2 separate regions of the Mus musculus genome follow, and region 2 is linked to region 1. Evidence: chromatin contacts called from public promoter capture Hi-C data. All regions are on one chromosome and are shown on one strand. Each heading gives the region's core, a stretch centred on a gene start, on an enhancer-like site or on the middle of the called end of the contact. The rest is flanking DNA. Distances are from core to core; before and after follow the strand shown. Region 1 holds the start of Zfp90 (zinc finger protein 90). Region 2 overlaps Tango6 (transport and golgi organization 6).

What was found. Promoter capture Hi-C pulls out the DNA fragments that hold promoters and counts their contacts.
Region 2: a promoter capture Hi-C map of hippocampal neurons shows a contact between it and region 1, with 2.0 times the contacts expected there. The contact joins the enhancer-like site here to the promoter of Zfp90 in region 1. A contact is called at or near these places in 4 of 39 promoter capture datasets (the 3T3-L1 cell line, embryonic stem cells, hippocampal neurons and 1 more), 6 of 115 datasets of contacts at active chromatin or transcription factors (the SCID.adh cell line, bone marrow-derived macrophages, embryonic stem cells and 1 more) and 1 of 9 other capture datasets (embryonic stem cells).

What each region holds. Positions count from the first base shown.
Region 1 is chr8:106,411,020-106,417,692 of GRCm38.p6, reverse strand. Zfp90 (zinc finger protein 90) reads right to left here and starts at 2,366. Exons shown (of 4, transcript NM_011764.4): 1 at 1,923-2,366. The coding sequence starts at 1,955.
Region 2 is chr8:106,835,894-106,842,566 of GRCm38.p6, reverse strand. The region is part of intron 17 of Tango6 (transport and golgi organization 6); the gene reads right to left. The region is part of intron 1 of Gm34197 (a long non-coding RNA gene); the gene reads left to right. Among named protein-coding and RNA genes, the nearest start is that of Gm34197, 7.7 kb to the left of the region's middle. Within about 2 kb of position 3,401, at least 53 of the 459 cell types and tissues checked have an H3K27ac peak or open chromatin away from gene starts, as enhancers often do. A contact at or near this core is called in the SCID.adh cell line and hippocampal neurons, where this site is marked.

The DNA.
Region 1 (6,673 bases), core at 1,117-3,616:
TCTAAAATAATCTAGAACATCATCATCATCATCATCACCACCATCACCATCATCATCACCTGTGTGGGTCTTTGCAAACAACACAACCAGGCAGCAACTTGCTGATCCACAAAAGGCAGAAGGCGGCAGTTCGGTTCCTGTCACATGGACTCCTTGCCTTATTAACTTGTCTCTCTTTTGCATCCTTTTGCTTTGCACATCCTCACCACAGTGCATGGCCTTCCCTCAGCTCTACAGAAAATACTCCTAGCCACTGTTCTAGACCTCGATCAATGTTCTTTCCCAAGGGTGACTTCTCTAGTTCTCCCCAGGCTGTGTGCAGTTCATGAAGGGATGTAAACCCAGGGTTCCCTGCACTCTAGGCAGCGACTCTACTGACTGCCCTACATTTTTGGACCCTATAAACTGACCTTAAAAGACACTGTTAGTATTTTTAACTAGATTGAACTTGATTATATGATATACATAGCAACTGACTGTGCTACATTTTTGGACTCTATAAACTGACCTTAAAAGATACTGTTAGTATTTTTATCTAGATTGAACTTGATTATATGATACCTGTAGCAACTACAACTTGTAGCTTACTGTTAAAAGTATTTTGTTATATTATGGGTCTCTCTGTGGGTATTGTGCAAACCCTTTTTCCCCTCACGAAAATAGCCTTATAAAGGCCCATATTATATTCCCCAAGCCTTCCCCTTTGCAACAATTAGCCAATCGTGTCAGATTATAGGATCAAGCTTCAATTAACGGGATGAGTTTCAGTCACCACCTCTGTGAGGGAGAAAAGACGGAAGTCACCCTGGCAAACTGTGGTTTTTAGCTCAGTTTTGGTTCAGTTGGACCATTTTTACAAGAGTTCAGAGCCCTGCTAGGCTTCTTTCAACTCTGTGCGATCCTTTCTTCCTCAATGCCTTGAGCTGAGATTTTTTTCCCCCGTTTCTAACAATTTTGTTCCTGTGAGAGCAGGTATCCAAGAAGCCAGAGCCATCAGGTCCCCTTTAACCTGTATTACAAGGTGGATGTGTACTTCCTGCCGTGAGTACTAGGAACGAAACTAATTCTGCAAGAGCAGCGTGTAAAAGCTTACAGTGTGTGCTCTTAACTGGAGCGCCATCTCTCCAGCCCATCCTTATCATTTTCCAGGAGGTGCTGGGAATTGAACCTAGGACCTCACACATACTAGGCAAGTGATCTACCACTGAGCTATAGTCCTAGTTCTTACCTTCAACTCCAAAGAGAGTTCAGATTATGTTCTCATCAAAGTAAAACGGACAGCCTCAGAGCTTATGTCCAGAAAATGCCCCTTTTGCTACAACTAAAAAGTGGGTTGATAAATCTGTCTCTTACTAATTAACCTGAAGCCGGGGCTATGGAGGGTGCGCACTATTATACATTTGTTAATGGGGAAAGAAAGAAAGGAAAATAAAACGAGTGGGGCGGGGGGGGGGGCAAGAAAAGCTGGAGCTTGTCTGACCAGGTTTGGCTGTAATGGTGGTCTCCGACTCAGCGCCCAACCTTCACCGGCCTCTTATTCTAATAGGTCTCTTCTGCCCCCCTACTATCTCTTTATGGCCTTTGGATGGGAAGCAGGGGGCTTTTCTATTTTGTCCCTCTATCCTCCATTCCTCACTGAAGAGTTCTAAGAAGTGCACACTGCAATAAAGTCTCAGTGCTGACACCCCCAGAACACTTCCTCTCACAAGATCGCACTTCCCTAGTCTCCTCTTTAACTCCATCCTTTCAGAAATCCTGCTCTGCCCAGGGCTGGGCACTTTGGGAGGGGTTTTCTCCAGAGGAGGAGACTCAAAGCGATCCAAACTAAGACTCTCTATACCTATACCAATAACTGTTCCATACAGACTCCGGGGGCCTCTCAGGGTGGGATGCTCCGGGCGGTGGGGGAAGGCTCGGCTCACCTGGGGCTTGGCCGTCGGAGGTCTCGGGGCCATTCCTGCCTCAGTGTGTGCTGGCTATGGTCCAGGGCTGAGGAGAGAGGACAGGATCCACTCACCGGGCTACCCCGAGGCCCCACCCCTTCAGCTCTGCAGCCACTTCGGCCGAAACGTGGGGAGGAGCCCCGCCTTCTCCTGCTGCTCTTCCCAAGGCCAAATGAAAGGCCCCACAGCTTCGGGACAGTTCCTCCGGCCACGCCCAGTCCGTCCGCAGGATGGTCGGCGAGGCCCGGAGGACAGCCTCCTACCCACTGCACTCGGAATCTGCCTCCGGGGCTTCGGAATCCGCGACCTCAGGTCCGCCCCTCTAGCGCCCGCTGCAGTTTCTTGTTCCCGGCAGTACTGCTCTGCAACAACAGGGTCGGACAATGGCCACAGCGGCGGGCGCAGAGCCACGAGTGCGACTGCGCACAATGATCCTCGCGCCTGCCCATCCACGGGTGCAGAAACTACGATTCCCAGCTATCCTCGCGTGCCCGCCCTGCAGAGGTCCTGCCTCCTAGTGGGGGGCTGCAGTAAGAGCACAAGAAGGCGGGCAGGTTAGGTTCAAAGTTTTTCTTTGGTATGTGTGTTTTCTGGAGCTGCTGGAAAGGTTCAAAGTTTTTGTCGTGTGTGTGTGTGTGTGTGTGTGTGTGTGTGTGTGTGTGTGTGTGTGTGTGTTGGAGCTTCTAGAAATTCTCACCGCTCCTTCTTTTCTTTTCTCCTTCTCCTCCACCTCCCATCCCGTTCCCTTTCCCTCCCCCCTCCCTCTTTCTCCCTCTGTGTAGCTCAGGATGTCCAGAAACTCACTCTGTAGACTCAATTCTCAATTCTCTTAGCACACAAGTGGCTAAGGATCGGGAGTTCAAGGTTATCCTAAACTGTGGTTCAAGACCAGCCTGGGCTACAAGAGACCTGGTCTTACAAGCCAAAATAAATAAACAATGCATGCACGAATGACTAAAGTGTATAATTCAATAGACTTTAGTACATAAAAAGAGTTGCACAACCATCGTTGTAGTCTCCTCTTTGAACATTTTAATTAGCCACAAAAGAAAAAAAATCATGTACATTAATAACCGTCCCCTCGTCCTAACCCACCTCCTCTCGATCCCGGGCAACCACTGACCTGTGCTGTCTTTGTGACAAATCTGTCTCTTCTGGGTATCTCATAAGATCAGGCAATATGAAGTTTTATGATTGGCTTCTTTCAGTTATTACAGTGGTTCTGAGTTCATTCACATCACAGGAGTCTCTATCCCATTCTTTTTTAATGCTGAATGAAAGATCTGATTGCCCGAGTGTACCACATTCATTCATCAGTTGGTAGCGTCTGCGTTGTTCACACTGTGAGATTTTATGCTTTTATCTTCAAAGCAACATTACAGAGGATATGTGTGTACACACGTTTATGGGGGTGCAGTTTCATTGATCTGGGGTAGATACAGAGAAGTTGAATTATAGAGATTTGGTAGCACCATGTTTAGCATTTGAAGGAACTGTGAATGTTTTCTAAAGAGGCTGTATCACTTCCATCTTTTTTTTTTTTAAACTAACAGCATATAGATTTCAACATTCCTACCCACACCTGTTACTATTTGTCTTTTTATCACAGTGTTCTGTGGATTTTTGCTGGGATGCGGGGGCGGAGAAAGTATAAATAACAACAAACCCCTTGGAAACTCTGCAAATACTTTCCACACTAGACAACAGTAGCAGACAGATACGCACAAAACAGAAGTTTAAGAGACCCTAGAAGGATTCCTAAGGCAGAACTTTCAGTAAGAAGCACAAAACACAGGCTAGGGTAAGGCTCGGCACCAGGCACTACAGCTCGTTCCCCAGCGCTGGCAGCCACACAGCTCACAGATGGGGGCCAGAGTATCTCCTAGGGACCCCAACACAAACAAACGTATGTATGTATGTATGTATGTATGTATGTATGTATGTATGTATGTAAAACGTATTTGCCCATACCTTTTATTCTTGCAGGGGGAGTGGTGGTGGGTGCAGAGACAGAACGATCTCTGTGACTGTGTCAGTGTGTGTGTGTGTCTGTGTGTGTTGGGGAGAGGGAAGTTGGACAACACTTGGGAGCTGGTTGTCTTTTTCCACCTTTCGACGTTTGAATTCAAGCCTTCAGGTTTTCTCTGCAAGTGCATTTACCCGTCCAGCCGTCTCTCTGGCCCTATGACGTTATTTGTACGCATTGTCTACAAGATTGGGGGGTGGGGGGCTTCAGTTTGTTCAAAGACCATTGTTTATAAAGCCTGAAGTTGCCATTGGAGAGGGACCAACTAGACCCTTCAGTAGGCAAGGAGCCGCATTCACAGCAGTAAGGCATGCAATGGAAAACCCAAGCTCAGAAGAATTTATTGACTCTCTAAATTGTCCCGCACAAGGGCTGGGGCTTGCCAGAGGTCGAGGTGTAATTAGTTCCGGTTTGCGGTTGGCTGTTCAGGTGGTTGTTTCGTGCAGGCAGTGAGAGCAGGGATAAGCTTGTGAGTAGCGACTCCCTGGATCAACAGGCACAGCGCATGATGCTCTTTTCTCATGGTCCAGGAGTGGACCTGCAAAGCCGGGACCCTTAGGATGCTCTTAGCCACGGGGTCCTCCAAGGGTAAGTGTGGCTCTCTGCCCTGGTCCCTGGGTAGCGGTTATTGTTTGGTGCCAAACACAAGAATTAAGAAGCTGATCAAGGAGTGTTTGTGTCCTCAGCAAGTTCAGAACTGTACATTCACAGAACTACCAGACGTCTAGCCTCTTAGAGCTGTCTCTCTGACAACGGCCTCCACATATGCTTCAGATTCCTGGGTTTTGAGATGGAAAAGACAGAACGTGCTGGGACACGGAGGAAGAGCCCCAGGTATCCGAGTAGTGCCCTCCCCCACTCCCACCTGGTGCCCTGGTGGGCAAGAGGCCACCCTTTTTTGCCTAAGAGGTGGATACTGGACTCAGTGTGACCTTGTTCAAGCTTGGGGGAGCCAAAGAAACCGGTTAATAACGCCAGATGCCTTACTCCGCACCCGCTGTAGGATAACAGGCAGGACCATTTGGCCCTCTCTTGCACACTGGATCAGCAGTGGGCTCAGCCTTCCAGCTGAGATAGCCTTTGTAACACAGGAGCATCCAACAAAATTAGTGAGAGGCGATGGATGGGCCCTTATTGAAAGTACCTGGGCTCAGTTACGAAAACCTGTGAACAGGGAACCTCAGTTCCTGACTGTTTTCCTGCCCTCACCAAGACACCAAATCAAGAGAATACTTCCTGAACGCTGCTTTGGGTCAGCATAACTTTAGCTTTCGTCGTCTGAGGCTGAATTGAGTTCACTCTAGGTTGCTGGGGTGCAAGGAAGCAAGTCCTCCCCACTCTTTCACTTCCTCCCCGTGGTTCAAACTAGCTTGAACTCATAATAACTCAGGCTGTGCTCAGGCGATACTGCTGCTTCAGCTTTGAGAGTGCCGGGATTACAGGAGCCACCACACCTTGCTCCAGTAAAACCAAACACCTCCTGTGCCTGGACCCTAAGGCGTTCTTCAGACCGCTGGCATCGATCGCCATCTGCTGGTCACTGTGGCACATTACTGTTCTAAAAATCTAACATACCGGGTACTTTGGCAAATTTATTCCTGCCAGAACCAGGCCTTGCGTTTTACATACATTATCTTAACTTGAATTTAAGAACCAATAGAATTGATTGGGGTTATAGTTCAGTGGTAGAACCCTCGCCGCACATGCATTATATCCTAGGTTCCATCCCTGTTTGTTTTTTTTGGGTGTGTGTGTGTGTGGATAAGATAGATATTCTAATCTGCATTGCACATGTAAGAAAATAGCTTCGGAGAATATAAGCAGTATATAAGAAACTTACCAAACCACTGAATGTCACATGTGGGATTCAAATGATCTTCTCCCTGTGCTGTAAACTCTTCCTTGTGACAGGTGAGTCTCTGGCCTGACTTCCTGCCTCCCCTTAGTAGATTTTCCCTAGAGAAGATTCTCATGTCCTTCTGCACCCCGCCCCCCATTTTCAGAGAAGTGCATGGCTAGGGCTGAGGTCAGTGTGCTTACTGACACAGTGCAGGCCACTGCCATGACGTTCCGCTGTCAAGACATTATTTCCGAAAGATTCAAGAATCAAGTTTTCATTTATTAACATTTTCAAGACCCAGTCTCTGAAAAAAAAAAAAAAAAGGCAATTAACGGGCCAGAATTCCATCTTGGAATGTGTACAAGTTCTTTGTTTAATCTTGAGCTTCACAAAGAAAAGGAATTTTTTGTTTTGTTTTGTTTTGTTTTTTCGAGACAGGGTTTCTCTGTATAGCTCTGGCTGTCCTGGAACTCACTTTGTAGACCAGGCTGGCCTCGAACTCAGAAATCTGCCTGCCTCTGCCAACCAAGTGTTGGGATTAAAGGCGTGCGGCACCATGCCCGGCTATATTTTTTTTTCTTAAAGGACACATTGTTAAACTAGGCCTTGTCCTCCCTCCCTCCCTGCCCTGCCTCCTCTCCTCTCCTCTCCTCTCCTCTCCTCTCCTCTCCTCTCCTCTCCTCTCCTCTCCTCTCCTCTCCTCTCCTCTTCTTGAGAACTATTGCTCTTTTCCAGAGTACTTTATCCATCTTTGGGAGAAGATCCCACAGACAGGATCCAGGAAGGCACCCAGAAGTGTGTGTGTGTGTGTGTGGAGGAGTGGGTGGAAGACACGGCATAGGAGAAGTGTAATCCACTCCAGCT
Region 2 (6,673 bases), core at 2,152-4,651, 420 kb before region 1:
TTAAAAAGCTTTTAAAGAGTAATGTCGATGAGGTAGCTCAGCAAATAAAGTCACTTACTGCCGAGCCTGGAAACCTGAATTTGACCCCTTGGGGTCCACATCTAGGAGAGACGATTCCCATATATTTATACTGTCCTCTACCTTCTGCATGTGAGCCATGGCATCCTACACTAAATAAATAGACAAGACTACATCATCATAAAAGGAAAGCCACGAACATCATCTCCAGTTTTTCTAGGGCCCTACAGCTAGTAAAGAAGGGGGGCAGACCCAATGGCATGGACTTTGCAGATGTGACTCTATTAAATATCACTCACTACTGCATCTCCTTCTTACTACTACAAAGAAGTGTACAGAAAGCCAATCTGCTGCCACCCTTACAAGTCTATTGTAGGCTCTAACAGATGGAACGCATGTGAGAATATTTTGCTTTCTTAAGCAAATATCTATATCTCCAGGATCCTTATTATTACTGACACTTTGAGAAATCTGGCTTGCTATCAGGGGCTAAGGGCAAAGACACGGCTCTCAAGACAAAGAATAGAGAGAAGCCCCAAATATGAGCAGGCAGAAAAGGAAGGGGTAAGTTGGGAACATGGTTTATTTTGTATATATTTGCTTTTTGTAATTTTGTGGGGACAGAGTAGTTCGAGACAAAGTTTCTCTGTGTAGCCTTGGCTATCCTGGAATTCACTCTGTAGACCAGGCGGCCCACCTTGTCTTCCAAGTGCTGAGAATGAAGGTGTGTGCCACCACCACTAGTTTGCTTTTCGTAATAAAAGATCATTTATTTATTTCCCACTAAGGCTTTATTTGGAGAAAAAAACAAAATGGTGTCACTGCTTGCCACACCTTGATGGCTGGTTACTGTTACACACACACACACACACACACACACACACACACACACACGTTAGTTGTTTATATTTATTTATTTGGCATTTATGTCCACATGTGGATATGTATGCCACAGTAGAGACTCTCTTTTCTATCACGTAGGATCCAGGGCTCAGACTCACAATGCTGGGTGGCACAGTGGCAAGTGCTTTTTTGTGCCTTTGCCCTCTGAGTTATCTCAATGTCCCCTTACTCCCTTAGATTAAAAAAAAAGATTTATTTTGTTTTTAATTATATGTGTGTTGGTCTGTACATTAGAGTTAGGCCTGCTGCCAAGGTGAGGAGTGTCAGACCCCTTTGTGGCTGGGTATACAAGCAGCTGTAAGGTGTCCAATCTGGGTGCTGGGAATTGAACCTGGGTCCTCTGCATGAGATAATACATGTGCTTAACTACTGAGTCATCTCTCCAGACCCTAAATTTTATTTATTTATTAATTATTATTATTATTGTTTTGGTTTTTTGAGATCAGGTCTCTTATGTAACTCTGGCTATCGTGTAACTCTCTGTAGACCAAGCTGGCCTTGAATTCACAGATTCTCCCCCCCCCATCAGTGCTGGGACTAAAGGTGTGTACCACCATGCCCAGCTCATTTATTTATTTATTATTGTATGTAAATAATGTGTATGCATGTGCATAGAGGTAAGAGGATACCTTTGTGGATTGGTTCTCTCCACCTTTAGGTGGGGTCTGGGGACCAGATCAGGGTACCTACCATTCATGCTTAGTAAATACCCTTACTTTCTGAGCCATCCCATCAGCCAAAGTTAATGTTATAAAACATATAATCTGAACACTCACTTGGGAGGCAGAGAGAGAGGCAGGTGGATCTCTGTGCTTTTTAAACCAGCCTAGTCGACAGAGAGAGTTCCAGGACAGCCAAGACTACACAGAAAACCCCTGACTCAAAAAAACCAAACAAGGTAAAACAAAAAGGCAGATAGGAAATTTGAAGGACCACAACTATTTATAACTCATAAAGAACAATTCTGTCTAAATCATCACTAAAATGTGTAAGTAAAAAGAACAACAAGGAACAAGAGGAACAATGAGGTTTCAGGTGGGAGAGAGCTTTCCATTTCACCTAATATGTTCAATTTCTACTCGTGTGTAACAGACAGACACAGAATTTCTGTAGTATAAAACAGCTACAGCGAGTTGTGCACCTTAGGAAACCTTCAGTGCAGTGTAGGGGCCAGTGTGGGTCAGGTGGTAGTGGCATGTGTGTCACACTGAAACATCTGATGGTGCTACTGTGCAGCGCTGAGGGCACTGGGGGAATTCTGCGAGGCCAGCAAACAGGCCTGGGCTCCAAGCCTACAAGGCAGGCAGCCTCTCCACCATAATGAGAAAGGGGGTAGTTGGGGGAGCCAAATGGAGGCGGCTGCTGGCCCAGCTACTTTACTGATAAAATCTAAAGCTTCGCTTTGAGAGGTCTAGGAAAAAGAAATTAGGGCTGACTCCAACCAACAGCAAGGCCAGGCTTTTGAGACACTGCATCGCGAGTGCAGGGAAGTCAGCAGAGGGGCAGGAGTCCTGCCACCTAAGGGATTCTATCCACGCCTGGTGGCTAGAGAACACAGGCTCACTAAAGCCCAAGCTGCTGTTATTATTAACTGAAGGTTACTGAGCCTTTCAGAGAGCATTTATTTTCAAAATATTTCTATTAGACTAGAGACAAGCGTCACCCTGACCCCTCCTGGATTGTGCCTAGCTGTACAATGGGGAAAGAATCCCAAGTGTGAACTGTCGATGGGGTGGAAGAGGAGGGGAGTATTGCGCATGACTTTCCCTGGAGAACAAGGGAGAAGCTAACTGGTTAAAAATCCTTCCAGGGATATAGGTAGGTGAGGCAGTGCAGGGACAGAGATCAAAGTGGCTGCTGGCTGTAAGCTCCTGGTAGAGATGACGGCTCAGGGTCCTAAACAAAAGACAGAGAGCAGAAGTCCCCAGGTCTAATGTGTGTGCTTCCAGGCTAGCTTTTGCTGAGGCACTCCACCCAAGGTTTCAGCGGCCACAGGGCTTGCAGCCTTCTGTGGCAGGAGCAGGAGCCACAGCCGCCACTGCAGTAGGAATAGTGCAGCCTCTTTCAGAATGTCTTTAAATAGCAACCCGAGGAAGACAGCAGCTTCCCTGCACCTCCACAGGCACCGAAATAGAACAAAGACAGCAGGGAGAATGGCCAGAGCTTGTGCAAAGGTGGCTGCAGCTGCTGCTGCGAGACTGGCAGCATCTCAGAGATCCATGACAAATTCACCCTTCAAAGGGCACTAGCTGCCACACCTGGAGACAGGCTTTATTGCTTCCAATCCCCGGATCTCTATGCAGACACCTGCCAAGGGTGGAGGTCCTGTTTCCTTCCTTCCCTGAAAGCATTCTGCCAGACAGCCAAGGGGCAGGAAACAGATCCCTGTTGCCATTTATTGGTGGTTCTACACTGGTCACGGGGCTGAGCCCTTTCCACCGGTTTTACCACTGAATCCTGTGACACAGGGATTATCGATCACAGTTTACATAACTGGGACTGGGGTTTAGAGGTTTATTATTCAAACAGGTAACTGCCAAGTTTGACGACTCTACAAACCTTGCCTTTAAAGGTGCCCGTTACTAGGAAATCTGTTCTGCAGGAAGGACTTGTCCCTCTCCTGCACTGCCGACCTTACTTATTTGGATGGCGCCTGGCTAGTAGGGCATAGGGGGAGCTGACTGGCTAGTGTCTGATTCCAGGAAGTGCCAGTTTGCTTTGGGACACCCCGAATCATTATAATCTTAGCTTGCTCAAACAGCCTGGGTGTCCCTGGAGTTAGCCAGGTCTTTGCAGGTAGAGAAAGTGCTGGTTGCAGACCCTAGATCATCTGCTTAGTGGAACTCAGTGCTGCAATGACCCAGGAAGAAAAGGCTGTAGAGCTTGACCAAAGGCTGGAGAGAACCAGACGTGTGGACATACGGATGAGGCTAGGGTCTGTATTGTTTGCTAATGCACATGGGAGTGTGAAACATGCTAGAGATTATAACCCCGGCCCTCACCACAGAGGGTGGACACATTGCCCCCAAGGGATACTGTCTAAGTAGTTAGTGACCCCCCCCTCTCCACACACACTTAATCTACTGATGCAAATGAAAAGCCTCAGTATTATTTAGTGGTATAGGGGGACATACTTTGTGCATGATAGGCAAGCCACAGCCGTTGCCTCTATGAAACATTTTATTTTGCATGTGTGCCTGTTTTGTCTGCATGGATGTCTGTGTATCACATACATGACTGGTGCTGGTGGAGGTCAGAAGAGAGTGTCAGACTTCCTGGAACTGGATCTACTGATGGCTGCCAGCTGCCAATTGAGCGCTGGGAACTGAACCCAGGTCCTCTGGAAGAACAACAAGTGCTCTTTGCTGAACCATCTCTCCAACTGCTCCCTGAACCCCCATGAAAAACTTTTTGTTTGTTTGTTTTTTGTTTTTCGAGACAGGGTTTCTCTGTGTAGCCCTGGCTGTCCTGGAACTCACTATGTAGATCAGGCTGGCCTCGAACGCAGAAATCCGCCTGTCTCTGCCTCCCAAGTGCTGGGATTAAAGGCGCCACCACTGCCTGGATGAAAAACTTTTAAAATGTCTGGAACTTGCCAGATTCCTAAGAATCAGATTCTTAAAGTTTGGGACTTATGACTTTAAAAATTTTAACACTTCTTATACTTTGTAGGTGATTCTGACGACTTAACAATGATGTATCAACAAGAAACTCAACGTGTGTGTGTGTGTGTGTGTGTGTGTGTGTGTGTGTGAGAGAGAGAGAGAGAGAGAGAGAGAGAGAGAGAGAGAGAGAGAGAGAGAGAGAGAGAGAGAGAGAAAGTCAGAGGTCACTTTTGGAGACCTTCCTCTAGCATACAGTTTGTTGAGGCAGGGTCTCCCACTGACCACTCATTTCTGCAAACCTGGCTGCTCTTGTGACCTGCTTGTCTCTGCCACTGGCTCTTCTGTGGGTGCTGGGGGTGTGAATTCAGATGCCCATGATCTTGGAGCAAGCACTCACCCCCCAAGCAACCTCCCAGCCCCCCAGAATCAGTAATCTAATACAAATAAGGATGAGGCAGCACAGGATAGCTGAAAAACAAAACAATAAAAGACCTAAAAAAGCTGACAGGAGCCTTAGTAGGGATCTACCATTACTTCAATGTCAATGTGTTAAGAGGCTGCCCAAGATGCAGCTAAGTGCCAATGACAAGGCAAAGAGACTTGGACTATATTTCTTGGAATTTTCTTAATTATGAACAAAGAAGTTTTCCCAGAACAGAGAATAGCTCTTACATGTACATTTGTACTGTGTCTCCCAGGCAAGTGAGATGGCTATGCCGTCTCTACAACCTGAGTTGGGTCCCCTAGAACCTACATAAAAGCTGGACTTGGGAGCACGCATTACATTCTCAGCACAGGGAGAGCCTTCCCCAGAACTCCCCACCCCACCAGCTAGCCTACAGTGTGAAGCTCAGTTGAGACAAAAAGAAAAACCTGCCTCAACAAGGTGGCAGGCTTCCGTTTCCTCATTCCAGTGACACAATACCCGCTAACTCAGGAGAACTGGAGACCAGAAGAAAGCCCAGTGGTGAAGCAAAGGGGTCCTGGGAAGCCATCTGTGTCTGAACACATCTCTAACAGTTCACATGTTTCTCCAGTACAGCCTCAGGCTTGGTCAGGTAAACCCTTCAGGAAGAGCAGAGCTGGCCCCTTACTTCTACCTCTGCTGGCTTCGTGACCTGAACATGGAGACATAAGCGTGCTGTGCCCCAGCGTCCCATCTGTGGATAGGTTGGGAGCCTACTTGTCACAGAGTTGCTATGAGGATTTAGGACCTAAAGAGTTTTGAGGTATAATTAGTCATTAGTGAGTGTTAGCAATGTTCAGTGCAGACGCTTGGAGGGTGTGGGCTTCCCCAGGAACCACTGCCTGAGCACACAAACCACAGGGCAATGAACAGTGAGCGACAAGAGGACTTACAGCGTTTATTTACTTTGTGTGGAGGAGACTCAGACCACAGTGCCTGTGGTGAGGTCAGAGAACAACGACCAACAAGGACCTGGTCCTCTCCTTCAGACATTGGTCTGGTGGATCAAATGCAGGCTGTCAGTCTTGCAGCAAATGTTTTGTCCACTGAGCCACCTATCTCCCCAGCCCTCAAACTAAGTAGCTGGAGATGACCTTCAACTCCTGCTCTTTAAAAACTGTTACTTACTTAAAGATTTTATTTCAGCTGGGTGGTGGTGGCACATGCCTTTAATCCCAGCACTTGGGAGGCAGAGGCAGGCGGATTTCTAAGTTCGAGGCCAGCCTGGTCTACAAAGTGAGTTCCAGGACAGTCAAGGCTACACAGAGAAACCCTGTCTCGAAAAACCAAATCCTCCCCTCCCCCCCCCCCCAAAAAAGATTTTATTTGTAGTATGTGTATGACTATCTCACCAATAAATGCACTGAGTAAACGTACTGTGCTATGTGTGTATGCCATTATGTATGTATGTATGACCTTAGAGGTCAGGAGAGGTTGGATCTCATAGGCCTGGAGTAACAGACAGCTGTGAGCCTCCATGTGGGTGCTGGGAACTGAACCTAGATCCTCTGTAAGAGCAGACAGTGTTCTTAACCACTGTGCCGTCTCCAGCCCCTCATCAGCCCCTTCTCTCTTTTTCTCTCTTTCCATATAGGGTTTCTCTGTGTAGCCTCAGTTTTTATGGAACTCCCTCTGTAGACCAGGATGGCCTCTAAACTCACCGAGATCCACCTGACTGTAT